Regions from separate parts of the Sus scrofa genome. Here region 1 is linked to region 2. The links are chromatin contacts, called in public Hi-C maps. All regions are on one chromosome and are shown on one strand. Each heading gives the region's core, a stretch centred on a gene start, on an enhancer-like site or on the middle of the called end of the contact. The rest is flanking DNA. Distances are from core to core; before and after follow the strand shown. Region 1 holds the start of GTF3C6 (general transcription factor 3C polypeptide 6). Region 2 holds the start of CDK19 (cyclin-dependent kinase 19).

The links. Hi-C and Micro-C count contacts between places; a contact is called where the count stands out from the background.
Region 1: a contact with region 2 is called in a Hi-C map of embryonic fibroblasts, with 2.1 times the contacts expected there. The contact joins the promoter of GTF3C6 here to the promoter of CDK19 in region 2. A contact is called at or near these places in 4 of 47 Hi-C or Micro-C datasets (alveolar macrophages, embryonic fibroblasts, heart right ventricle and 1 more) and 1 of 2 datasets of contacts at active chromatin or transcription factors (alveolar macrophages).

The regions. Positions count from the first base shown.
Region 1 is chr1:76,895,073-76,901,239 of Sscrofa11.1, reverse strand. GTF3C6 (general transcription factor 3C polypeptide 6) reads right to left here and starts at 4,479. Exons shown (of 6, transcript XM_003121346.4): 1 at 4,313-4,479; 2 at 3,940-4,020; 3 at 2,721-2,784; 4 at 2,573-2,617. The coding sequence starts at 4,426.
Region 2 is chr1:76,792,056-76,798,342 of Sscrofa11.1, reverse strand. It overlaps CDK19 (cyclin-dependent kinase 19), which reads left to right and starts at 4,867. Exons shown (of 12, transcript XM_021091172.1): 1 at 4,867-5,310. The coding sequence starts at 5,183.

The DNA.
Region 1 (6,167 bases), core at 3,230-5,729, 100 kb before region 2:
AAAAAGAAAAAAAATAATAAATAAAATAAAATTCTACTACTCCAGGAGTTCCTGTCATGGCGCAGCAGAAACAAATCTGACTAGGAACCATGAGGTTTTGGGTTTGATCCCTGGCCTCATCCAGTGGGTTAAGGATCTAGCATTGCCAAGAGCTGTGGTGTAGGTTGCAGACATGGCTTGGATCTGGCATGGCTGTGGCTGTGGTGTAGGCCGGCAGCTGTAGCTCCGATTCGACCCCTGGCCTGGGAACCTCCATGTGCTATGGTTGCGGCCCTAAAAAGCAAAATAAAGTAAAATTCTACTACTTTGAAAGACCAGGGAGTTCTCTTGTGGCTCAGCCAGTTAAGTCCCCAGTATTGTTACTGCAGTGGGCTCAGGTCATTGCTGTGGTGTGAGTTCGATTCCTGGCCCCAGAACTTCTATGTGCCACTGACGCAGGGGTTGGGGGAGACACATGGAGTGAGGACTAAGTCATGAAGAGAAAAAAAGTCCTGCCAACCAGATGCCTTGGGTCATGGCTTTATAAAAACTGGTATAGGTAGGAGGGAGGTTGAGGCTCTGAGCTAAGGACGTGAAGCACACTGAAAACTCCATAGCCTGCCACTGCACAGATAACTGATTCTACACTTTAGAAAGCCCCACAGTGATATCTATTCAGTTGAACCACATGAAATTGTTGATATTCAGCCCAAATTGATAATTTCATATGGTTGAATCTAGTACAGATGCTCATCTAGCAATTCCGTTGCTAAGTGTACACCTGAGAGACATTTTTACATTATGCACAAAGAGACATAAAAACATTCATGGGTGCATTTTTGTCTGAATTAATAAGCATAATTAAGAAAATGGGCTCTGGGAGTTCCCATCGTGGCTCAGCAGAAATGAACCCGACTGGGAACCATGAGGTTGCAGATTCAATCCCTGGCCTCGCTTAGTGGATTAAGGATCCAGCGTTGCCATAAGCTGCAGTGTAGGTTGCAGACGCAGCTCAGATCTGGCGTTGCTGTGGCTGTGGTGTAGGCCGGCAGCTACAGCTCTGATTCGACCCCTGGCCTGGGAATCTCCATATGCCACAGGTGCAGCCCTAAAAAAAAAAGGAAAAAAAAGAAAATGGGCTCTGGAGCAAACCACCTAGGTTCAAATCCCGGCTTGGCTTCTTATTTCATGTTCGACATTGGGAATCTTATTTACCTTTTCATGCTTCAGTTTCTTCAAATATAAAATGGAAGTAACAGTGATAGCTGCTTCATAGACTTGTGGAGAGGATTCAATGAGTTAATACGTGTAGCATCGCAACAGTGCCTGACATACAGAAGGCACTCAATACATTTTAGTAGTTACTAATAATTACTGATAAAAATGGAAGCAACCAACACGTCCATTAATTGGAGAATAAACTATTACATAATCATAAAAAGAATACTAAACAACAGGGAAAAGAGAATTACATATACCAACATGTACAAATCTCAAAACTTAGCTCTAATTGAAGAAAGATATAGAATGTGTATGTATAATATGCTAATATTTATATTAAGTTTGAAAATATACTATTTATTAGTTATGGTTACAAACATATGTAATATGTATTTATATGTAATATAAAATCAGGTATAGGAAAGAAAAACACCAAAAACACCAAATTTAGGAAAGTGATTACTACTGAAGACAGAAGGAAGGGAATAAGTGTGGACAGGGGTGTACAAGGGCCTCAAATGTATCTGGAATGTTTGTTTGTTTTTGTCCTTTTTAAGGCGGCACCCTAGACATATGGAGGTTCCCAGGCTAGGGGTCGAATCGGAGCTACAGCTGCTGGCCTATGCCACAGCCATAGCCACACCATATCCAAGCTGAGTCTGTGACCTACACCACAGCTCACAGCAATACTGGATCCTTAACCCACTGGGTGAGGCCAGTGATCGAACCTGCATCCTCATGGATCTTAGTCGGGTTTGTTAACTGCTGAGTCAAGAAGGGAATTCCTGGAATGTTTTTTAATTACCTAATAAAAAGACAGGATTTCATACAGCTGGACAATGGATACACGAGATATCTAATTTTTTTTTAATTTAATTTTTTCCTTTTTAGGGCTGCACCCCCAGCATTCAGAAACTCCTAGGCTAGGGGTTGAATTAGAGCTGCAGCTGCCAGCTTATGCCACAGCAATGTCAGATCCAAGCCTTGTTGGGTTCATTACCGCTGAGCCACAATGGGAACTCCAAGACATCTAACTTTAATACCTATTATACATAAGTATGTTTGAAATATTTCATAGCAAAAAGAGTTGAGGAGTTCCCATCATGGCTCAGTGGTTAACAAACCCGACTAGGAAGAGGTTTTGGGTTTGATCCCTGGCCTCACTCAGTGGGTTAAGGATCTGGCTTTGCCATGAGCTGTGGTATAGGTTGCAGACATGGCTCGGATCCTGAGTTGCTGTGGCTCTGGCGTAGGCCAGCAGCTACAGCTCCGATTAGACCTCTAGCCTGGTAACCTCCATGTGCTGTGGGTGCGGCCGTAAAAGGACAAAAGACAAAAAAAAAAAAGTTGAGTCAGTACAGGAATCACTTACCATGTTCAACATTTTCTTCAAATATAACACAGGTCCCAAGGGTGTCTGCAGAAAAATGTTAAGGCAACTTGTTAAGAAATAAGAGCTACTTTCTCCAAAAGGCATTAGGGGAAAAAAAAGGAGTTTCAGCTCTCTGACATCCTCCTACCTTCATATTCCCCAGCAAAGACATAGCCATCCACCTGCAGAATGGGCCTCTCAGTATTAATTCCCTACAATAGAAAATAAGATCATAAAAAAAAAAAAAATCATTAGAAAAAGCATTTGGGGGTGGCGGAGATAGGTGAAAGGGTGAAAAAGGGCTCAAAAGAACTTCCAACTGTGAAATAAGTCCTAGGATGTTTTAAGAACATCATGGTGCCTGTAGTTAATAATACTATACTTTATATTTGAAAGTCAGTAAACAAGTTCTCACAAAAAGAAAAAATTTGGGGAGTTCGCGCTGTGGCTCAGCAGTAATAAACACAACTAGTATCTGTGAGGCTGTGGGTTCCATCCCTGGTCTTGTTCAATAGGTTAAGGTTCTGGTGTTGCCATAAGCTGTGGTGTATATGTCACAGATACAGCCCGGATCTGACACTGCTGTGGCTGTGGCTGTGGCTTAGGCTGGCAGTTGTAGCTCCAATTCCCGCTCCTAGCTTGGGAACTTCCATATGCCTCAGGTGAGGGCCGAAAAAGAAAAAAAGAAAAAAAAAAAAAATTGTAACTATGTGTTGTAATGGCTGTTAGCTAGACATAGTGGTCATCATTTCACAATATGTACAAATATTGAAAAAGTGTACAGCTGAAACTAGTATAATGTTAAATGTTGGTTATTTCTCAGTTTAAGATAAAAGATGCTGTATATCTGAAATTAACACAACATTGTAAATCAACTACACTGCAATAAATTCTTCTAAAAATAAAAAGAAGGGAGTTCCCATTGTGGCAGAGCAGAAACAAATCCGACTAGCATCCATGAGGATGTGGGTTTGATCCCTGGCCCCACTCAGTGGGTTAAGGATTTGATGTGGCTGTGATGTAGGCCGGCAGCTGCAGCTCCAATTCATCCCCAAGTCCAGGAACGTCCATATGTCACAGGTGCTGCTGTTAAAAAAAAAAAAAAAAAAAAAAAAAAAAAAAAGCCCCCCCCATCTAAATTTTTCACTCTCTCCAGCCACATATGTAGACACCCAGGCAATCAGCGTCTATCTTCTCCCATCTGCTCCCCGTAACCCCTAAGCCCGTACTTCTGTGATTGTCTTCACTGTTCACTGCCTTTGTTCGGGGAATGAATTCTATCAATCTTAAGGGGTGGTTATACTTCACCATTCATTCTTTTAAATTTAAGGAAATCTACACCCCCCCCCCAATTCTACAAGACTCACCAAAATCTTGCATTTATGTTCAACTTTCGAGAGAAAGTCTGAATCAATAATTCCTGATAATTCCACCAGAACCAACTGCTCCTGGTGGAAAAAAGAGAGGTTAACTCTCTAGCTCGCGAGGGTGCAGGAAGAGGCGGTTAACAAGAGAAGCCAAACGACCCCAGCGCCACCACCCCTTTGTGAAATCGAGGTCCTGCTTTCAACCAGAGGAAACCGGCGACGGTACCTAGGATAACTTCCCTCTTTCCCTTCCAACCGCCGTGCCGCTCGCAGGGCGCCGCGAGCCCAGGGTCACGATCCCGCCCGGGGACCCTCCCCCCTTCGCCGGCCGCGCCCGGACTCTCAGCCACGCGGCCGCTGCCGCTGCACTCACGGCCTCCTCTTCGTCCTCGTCCCCATCGCCTCTCCGCGGTTCCTTGGCCGCCGCCATACCGCCGCTCCTCTGCACCGCCTCCCAGCCGCCGGCCCCGCCCGCCTGGGCCTCCATCTTGAGTACGGGCAGCAGCTCCCGCCCCGCTGCGGCTCCAGCCGCGCCCACCGCCCCTGCCAGGACGCGAGATGGCGGCTCCCAGGCCCACGTGGAGCCCCTTCTTTCTCTCCTAAGAGCAGGAGCCGGTCCCGATCCCGTGTCCTTGGAAACTCTCGGGCTCCTGGCCCAGATGGAATGAGAGCAGTAGAGAGGCACAGGGGATAAAGGAGATGCTGGCATGGTGCACCGTGGACCAGGTGCAGCCTCCAGTGCTTGGAAAGAAATTCTTTTTTTTTAAAATTTATTTCTGTTTTCTAAGAAATTCTTAATATCCTGAGAGCTAACTCAGGCTAATTAATATTCTAAATATCGTGTGAGCTAATTCAGGATAATTCCTGTAAGGAAAAGAGAGGTGGTTACAGAAAAAAAATGAGACGGTCTCAACAGAACCAGATTGCCTTTAATCAGCAAGGAGGGGCAGCAGTCGGGTTGGAGGCCAGACTGTTGCGCCAGGGTCTTGGGGCTTTCAGAATATATAGGGGAGCTTAGAAGCCCTGTTTTTTGTCAAGGTTATTTTTATCAGTTACAGTTTAGCAAGTGTGGTCGTTGACTCGGGAATGTGTGTCGGTCGCCGTCAGGAACTGGTCGTGCCTGGAGCCAGTAGTTCTCAGTATCTCCTGGGCGACCTGGGCTTCCCTTTACTTCTTAGCCTCGGAACTTCCCATATGCCACATGCCATAGTTGCGGCCCTAAAAATAAAAAATAAACAAATAATCTTTATCTAAGACAGGATGGTGTCTGTCCAAAGAGCATGAGCTTTGAGGGTCTGATGTTTGTCCATTTCTACTGCATTATGACCAGCAAGGCATGCAGCAACTTGGTTATTGTGAGAATTAAATGAGATTATTCAAATAAAATAGATTTAGCCCAGTATTAGACACTTAATGTGCATTTAATCTATTATTGGGGTAGTATACAAAAATTTAGGGTATTAGGACTTTTAAAAAACATTTTCCAAGAATTCTTGTTGTGGTACATTGGGTTAAGGTTCTTGTCTCTGCAGCAGCTGGGGTTCCTGCTGAGGCGCAGTTCAGTCCCGGGTCCAGGAACTTCCACATGCTGCTGGGCAGCCCAAAAAAAGAAAAGAGTTCTTTTTTTTTTTTTTTTTTTTTTTTTTTTGGTCTTTTCTAGGGCACACCTGTGGCATGTGGAGGTTCCCAGGCTAGGGGTCAAATCAGGGTTGTAGCTGCCGGCCTATGCCAGAGCCACAGCAAGGTCTTCGACTTATACCACAGGTCACAGCAACAAGGCCAGGGATCAAACCCACAACCTCATGCTTCCTAGTCAGATTCGTTAATCACTGAGCCACGATGGGAACTCCAGAAAAATGTTCCAAGTAATGAAGATCTGCTGCTAAATTATAAGTAACAAAATAGGGGAAGATTTCCAAGTCAGATTAGAAAGAGCCATGGGAGAGACAAATTACATGGTTTTCTACAGCCACTGTTAGAGCTAATAGAGAAAAATCTATACAATTTGGTGGGAGGACCAATTGATTTTTAATTGTAGTTAATAAGAGGAATCTTATTTTAAAAAATCAGAAATACAGTGTCTGAGAAACATAAATAGGGTGTCATGCTCAGTATTCAAAAGCTCGCCACAAGGAGGAGACAAATGAATTAAAAATTGTTTATTCTGCTCTTTTTTTTCCTTTAGAACACATTTTATAAATTAAGTGCCTATATGAAACATACACTTA
Region 2 (6,287 bases), core at 3,618-6,117:
GTCCGTATGTTGTTTTTTGCTTTATTTATGATTTCCTTTGCTATGTAAAAGCTTATAAATTTGATTAGATTCCATTAACTTATTTTTCTTTTTTATTATATGAATTTTATTATATTTATAGTTGCACAGCCATCATAACACCACAGCTGTGGCAACTCCAGAACCTTAACCCACTTTGCCGGGTGGGGGATTGAACCCAGGCTGCTGCTGAGACAACACCAGATCCTTAAAGCACTGTGCCGCAGCAGGAACTCCCCTGTTTGTTTATTTTTGTTTCTATTTCTCTTGCCTTGGGAGTAGAGAACACTGGTATGATTTATGTCAGAGAATGTTTTGCTTATGATCTCTTCTAGGAGTTTTATGGTTTTATGTCTTATGTTTAAGTCTTTAAGCAATTTTGAATTTATTTTTGTGTATGGCAGGAGGGTGTGTTCTAACTTCATTGATTAGCATGTGGCCATCCATCCAATTTTCCCAACACCACTTGCTGAAGAGACTTTTTCCCATTGTCTATTCTTGAGAGATTTGTGCCTTTATATCCCTATATTTATTAGTCATTGGATGTAGATTGCTCTAGGAAAATGATGAGGTGAGGTAGTAACGTGGATCTTTAGCTAAGGTAGTTCCTGGAGAGGGCTGACGGCTGAAAGGCTCTCTGTGGCAGCACTTCCAGCAGCTTGGGGTAACAGTACATCTTTTAGTTCCGAGGCGCCGTCTGGGAAGGCTTATTACAGCATCCACAAGCAGTATAATTGTAGGATACTGTTATATAATTTTAATTGATATTGCCAAGACCAAAATCTAATGTATGTATTGGTACATATTTTGTGAATATATGTTTCCACTGGCAACGCAAGAGAGTGCCTGTTTCCCCCATCCTTGGTAATAAAGGGTGTGGTCAAACTTCCTGATTTTTTTTAAGTCAAGTTTTCATAATCTGTATTTGATTTTTTTTCCCCCACACTCATGGCATATGGAAGTTCCCAGACCAGAGATCAAATCCACTCTGCGGTTGTGGCAATACTGGATCCTTAACCTGCCATACCACAAGGGAACTTCCTATATTTGATTTTTTACTAATACCTTTTTTCATATTCCATTTACTCCAAAGTGCACATTCATTAAGCCCTAGCTCTGCAATGTACTCGCTATCTCAGTTTGCTCATATGTAAAATTAGAATAAAACAACACACCTTTTTTTTTTTTTTTCCTTTTGTCTTTTTAAGGGCCGCACCCACGGCATATGGAGGTTACCAGGCTAGGGGTCTAATCTGAGCTACAGCTGCCAGCCTACACCACAGCTCACGGCAATGCCGGATCCTTAACCCACTGAGTGAGGCCAGGGATCGAACTTGAAACCTACTCAGATTCGTTTCTGCTGCGCCACAACAGGAACTCCATAAACAACATACTTTATAGGGGTATTTTAGGGACATAATGAATGCAAAAGCTCATATTTAAAAATAGCAACCTGGAGTTCCCGTTGTGGCTCAGCAGTAATGAATCCTACTAGTATCCCTGAGGATGTGGGTTCGATTTCTGGCCCCGCTCAGTGAATTAAGGATTTGGTGAGCTGCAGTGTAGGCTGCAGACCCGGCTCAGATCTGGGTCCGTGGCTGTGGTATAGGCCAGCATCTGCAGCACCTATTTGACCCCTAGCCTGGGAACTTCCATATGCCTTGGGTGCAGCCCTTTAAAAAAAAAATTAAATTAAAAAACAGCAACCAACCAAAAAATATTCTCTATACCTCACAATCATACACTGATGATTTCCTAATCTACACATACAGGCCAAATTTCTTATTGGCAGTTAAAAATATTCATCTGCTTGCTTGTTATTTCTAGTTTGATGCCACCTAGGGACTTCAAATGCAACATGTCCCAGCCAAACTTAACATCTTTCTCTTAAAAACTGCTCCTGGAGTTCCCGTCGTGGCTCAGTGGTTAACAAATCCGACTAGGAACCATGAGGTTGCGGGTTCGGTCCCTGGCCTTGCTCAGTGGGTTAAGGATCCAGCGTTGCCGTGAGCTGTGGTGTAGGTTGCAGACTCGGTTCGGATCCCGCATTGCTGTGGCCCTGGTGTAGGCTGGCGGCTACAGCTCCGATTAGACCCCTAGCCTGGGAACCTCCATATGCTGTGGGAGCGGCCCAAGAAATTACAAAAAGACAAAAAAACAACCCCCCCCAAAAAAACCCCCCAACCCCCCCCAAACTGCTCCTATTCCTTTATATCCTATCTTATTATTAAAGCCAAAAACCTTGAAGTCATCTTGGATTATTCTCTATTCCTCAACCCCACACTTAATCACCAGATCCTGTTAAATTTGATTCACAAATATAAATCTGGTATCTGCCTTTTTCTCATAATCAGCACTATGCCTCTGCAGATCCTTGTATTTTACAAGAATTACTGCAATAGCTTCTTTACTGCTCATACCCTCTTGTAATCTATCCCGAACATTGTTGTCAGAAGGATTTTTTTTTTAAATACACAACATTGATTACTTCTTAGCTCAAAAGTCTTCAATGGCTTTCCTTCTTTCTTTCTTTGGCTTTTTAGGTCCATACCCCTGGCATACCGAAGTTCCCAGGCTGGGGGTCAAATTGGAGCTGTAGCTGCCAGCCTACACCACAGCCTAAGCAATGCCGGATCCTTAACCCACTGAGTGAAGCCACGTCCTCATGGATATTAGTCAGGTTTGTTATCCCTGAGCCACTATTGGAACTGGCTTTCTACTGACTATAGAATTAGGGAATCTAAAGTTTCTGCTTGATATATATAGGTCTTCTTAATGTGATCTCTGCTTATCTCTCCAGTCTCTTCTTAGCCATCCCTTTCCCTGCCTTAAACTGTAATGTTCAAGCTGGTTGGATTCACCAGAATGTATCAGATTCTCTCCTGACATATGTATGTGCCACTTGCCAGAAATAATTCCCTGTTCCCTGCTTTCCAACTTCTTCAAATAAGAGTCTTTAAATTTTGGCTCAAACCTACCAATTTTTATGATGCCCTCCCTAACTCCTCTGGAAGTCCCCCTACTCTATATTGCTCTTTGTTCCCACAGAGTTTTACTTATTTTTTTAGGCTTTTTTTTTTGGCCTGCACCTGCAGCATATCGAAGTTCCCAGGCTAGGGAGCTACAGCTGCAACCTACACCACAGCTCAGGGCACTGAGGGATCCTTAAACCATTGACCCAGGCCAGGGATTGAACCCACGTCCTCATGGGTACTAGTAGGGTTCCTTACCACTGAGCCACGACGTGAGCTCCCACTTTATTTATTTATCTTCTTCTTCTTTTTTTAAAGGGCTGCATACGGAGGTTCCCAGGCTAGGGGTAGAATTGGAGCTGTAGCCGCAGGCCTACACCGTAGCAACGCAGGATCCAAGCCACATCTGCAACCTACACCACAGCTCACTGCAAGGCTGGATCCTTTACTCACTAAGCGAGGCCAGGGACTGAACCTGCATCCTCATAGATGCTAGTCAGATTCGTTAACCTCAGAGCTGCAAGGGGAACTCCCCACAGTTTATTTTTAATTTGCTTGCATGTTTACTTTAACACGTTTTAATCTCCGGATGGAAAAGACCAATTTTAGCTGGTTATCTGCAGCACTTACCATAGTACCTGGAAATAACAGACACTCAGATACTTCACGATTTACTTCAAGATCTGAGGAAATTTTCCAGGAAACTTACTGTTGTAATAAATAAATGAACCCCCTCCCCATCCAGTTTTCCAAGTTTCTTCCAAAACCTAGCAGGCAAGTCACTCTTAACTTTCCTTACCACATTAGGTAGAATTGACTATTTCCTCCTCTTGTGCTTTCACTGAATGTGGTATGTTAAGTCCTATCATAGCACCAATGATTTTTAAGATTGTATCCCAAGCATCTGATACGTTTTAGGCACGCAATAATGAACCAACATTCACCTTAAGGAGATTTAAACATTCTAGGAAAACGTCACTGTTAGGCATAAACCTTAAGACACTCTTTACAATCCAATACAAATGATTGTTTTTAAATTGCTGCATCCTGCAGGCACTTTAATAGTCCTCAGACAGTTGGCCAAAAGCTTGGCTACGGGAATCACTTATGTTAGGAGAAGACTACGACTAGAGCGCCAAGGATGATTGGCTGCTAGGACCTTTAAGTTACAGGTTTTCAGGCCGACGCCGACGGTAGAACCAGGAAACCGCTAAAAGTTCAGTTTTTGAAATACGGTTTTTGCACCGCAAAGAAAAAAGATTAACCTATCAGAAAGAACCTAGCACATCCAATTACCAATCAAGAGCCGGAAAGAAGCCAAAGCAGGGATACCCACGCACCAACGAGGACGTCATTCTTAAGTCTCCGCCAATGAGCTGTTGGATGCGGGACGGGGCGGGAGGCGGACCAACTGCCACCAAAAACAAACAACAATCTGCAGTACAACTGCTCTCACCACAGTCCTCGTCTAGCAAACCACTGGAGGAAACTCGTGGGCAAAGCCCTTGTTAAATACTTTCCACTCTCCTCCTCTCCTGGGGGCAGTTATAATAGAGTACCTTCCTTACACCAGAAAAAGGACCTTCTTTCCACCAGCTTCCACAGACTCGCAGAAAGCACACTGCAAGTTTGCACTTTCTACCTTCACAGGAACTAGCAGTCCAAAGCTACCTGAGGGGGGAGGGGCGGCCTCAGTGCGCAAGCGTGCATGTCTTGTAGAGGCGGGGCTGTAGCGGCCCAAGGTAACCTGGGTATTGTATTTCATTCTACCGCATCACTCAACTGTTCCTGAGGTTTATGGAACTACATTTCCCAGGAGTCTCCGCGGCCTCGGGGGCGGGAGGGATGGTTCGTTAATGAGCTCGAGGAAGCCGCGGCGCGGCCCACCAGGTTCCAAAACAAGGAAATGAAGGGGGAGGCGGGACTGAGGGTGCCTGTAGGAGCCGCAGCCGCCGCCGCTGCCGCCGCCGCCGCCGCCGCCGCAGAGGAGGAGGAGGTGGAGGAGGTGGCCGCCGTGGCCGCCGAGGAGTCCCTTGCTGAAGGCGGACTGCCGGGCGGCGGGCGGCGCGCGCGCGCCCCAGAGGCGGTTGTTGGAGAAGTGGAGCGGCGGTCGCGGGGGGGAGGAGGAGGAGGAGGAGGGACTGAGTGGCGGCGGCCCCCGCGTCCCGGTGCCTCTATGGGGAAAGCAGACAATGGATTATGATTTCAAGGCGAAGCTGGCGGCGGAGCGGGAGCGGGTGGAGGATTTGTTTGAGTACGAAGGGTGCAAAGTGGGACGCGGCACCTACGGGCACGTCTACAAGGCGAGGCGAAAAGATGGGTAAGAGCAGGGGCGGGGGGAGTAGGCTCGTTCGGGTCCTCGCCCTGCCCGCGACCGCGCGGGATGGGTGGGTCGGAGCCCGGACGGGCCAAGCCCGGGGGGCGAGGCGGACGTGGTCCCGGGGCCGCGTCCCGAGGCGGACTCTGAGGGACACGGGTTCTGCCCGCTCGCGCGGGCCCCGTCGCGCCCCTCAAACTCCTGCGGCGCAGCCCCGTCGCGGGGTGTCGGTTTCGTCCCGGAGGGCACCCTCCGCGTGCATGGAACTGGCGGCGGGACTCGAGTTGGGACCTCGGTTGGATGTGGAGTTTGTGGGGCTTTGGTCTCCGGGGGAGACGCAGAGGTCTGGGAGAGCCTTGCGGAGGAGTTGCCGCTCTGGCCCTCGGTTGGTGACGGTCGTGGTGGAACTTCCAATCGGCTGAGCGCCTCCCGGGGGCGGAGGTTTGAAACCTCGCCGAGGTCTCCGTCGGGCTGCCGAGTGCCTGGGTCCTCGCCAGCCTCACGGGTCTGAGCCGTTGGGCACCTTTTCCCTGGGGGCGAGCCAGCGCTCTGGCCCCTCCGCGCAGTCCCTTCAGTCCCTGTGGAAAACCCGGCCACTTCTCCACCTCGCTTCGCCCACCTCCGATCTTGCTTTCTCACATTCTCCATTCCGCACCTTCCCTTGAATGTAGACCTTCTGAGAGACCAACCAGGTTTTGCCCGCAGAACTTAAGAGTTCGGTGTGGTAACCCATCCCATCCTCCAGCAGCCTCCCCTTGGGTATTCTTAGGTTCTCCACTCCATCCTCTGCCAAGTGGCTGCGTGCTGCGGTTTATTGGGCACCTAGATTACCCATAACGGAATTCAAGTGGCACGGAGTTGGGCCAGAACCCTTGTTTTCCTTGGACTTGAAAGAAAATCATAGGAAGCCCGTCCTGATTGTTCTCTTAGGAGGGCACAGGGCTCTCCAGTACAGGTGGAACCAGCTCCCTGCCTGAGAA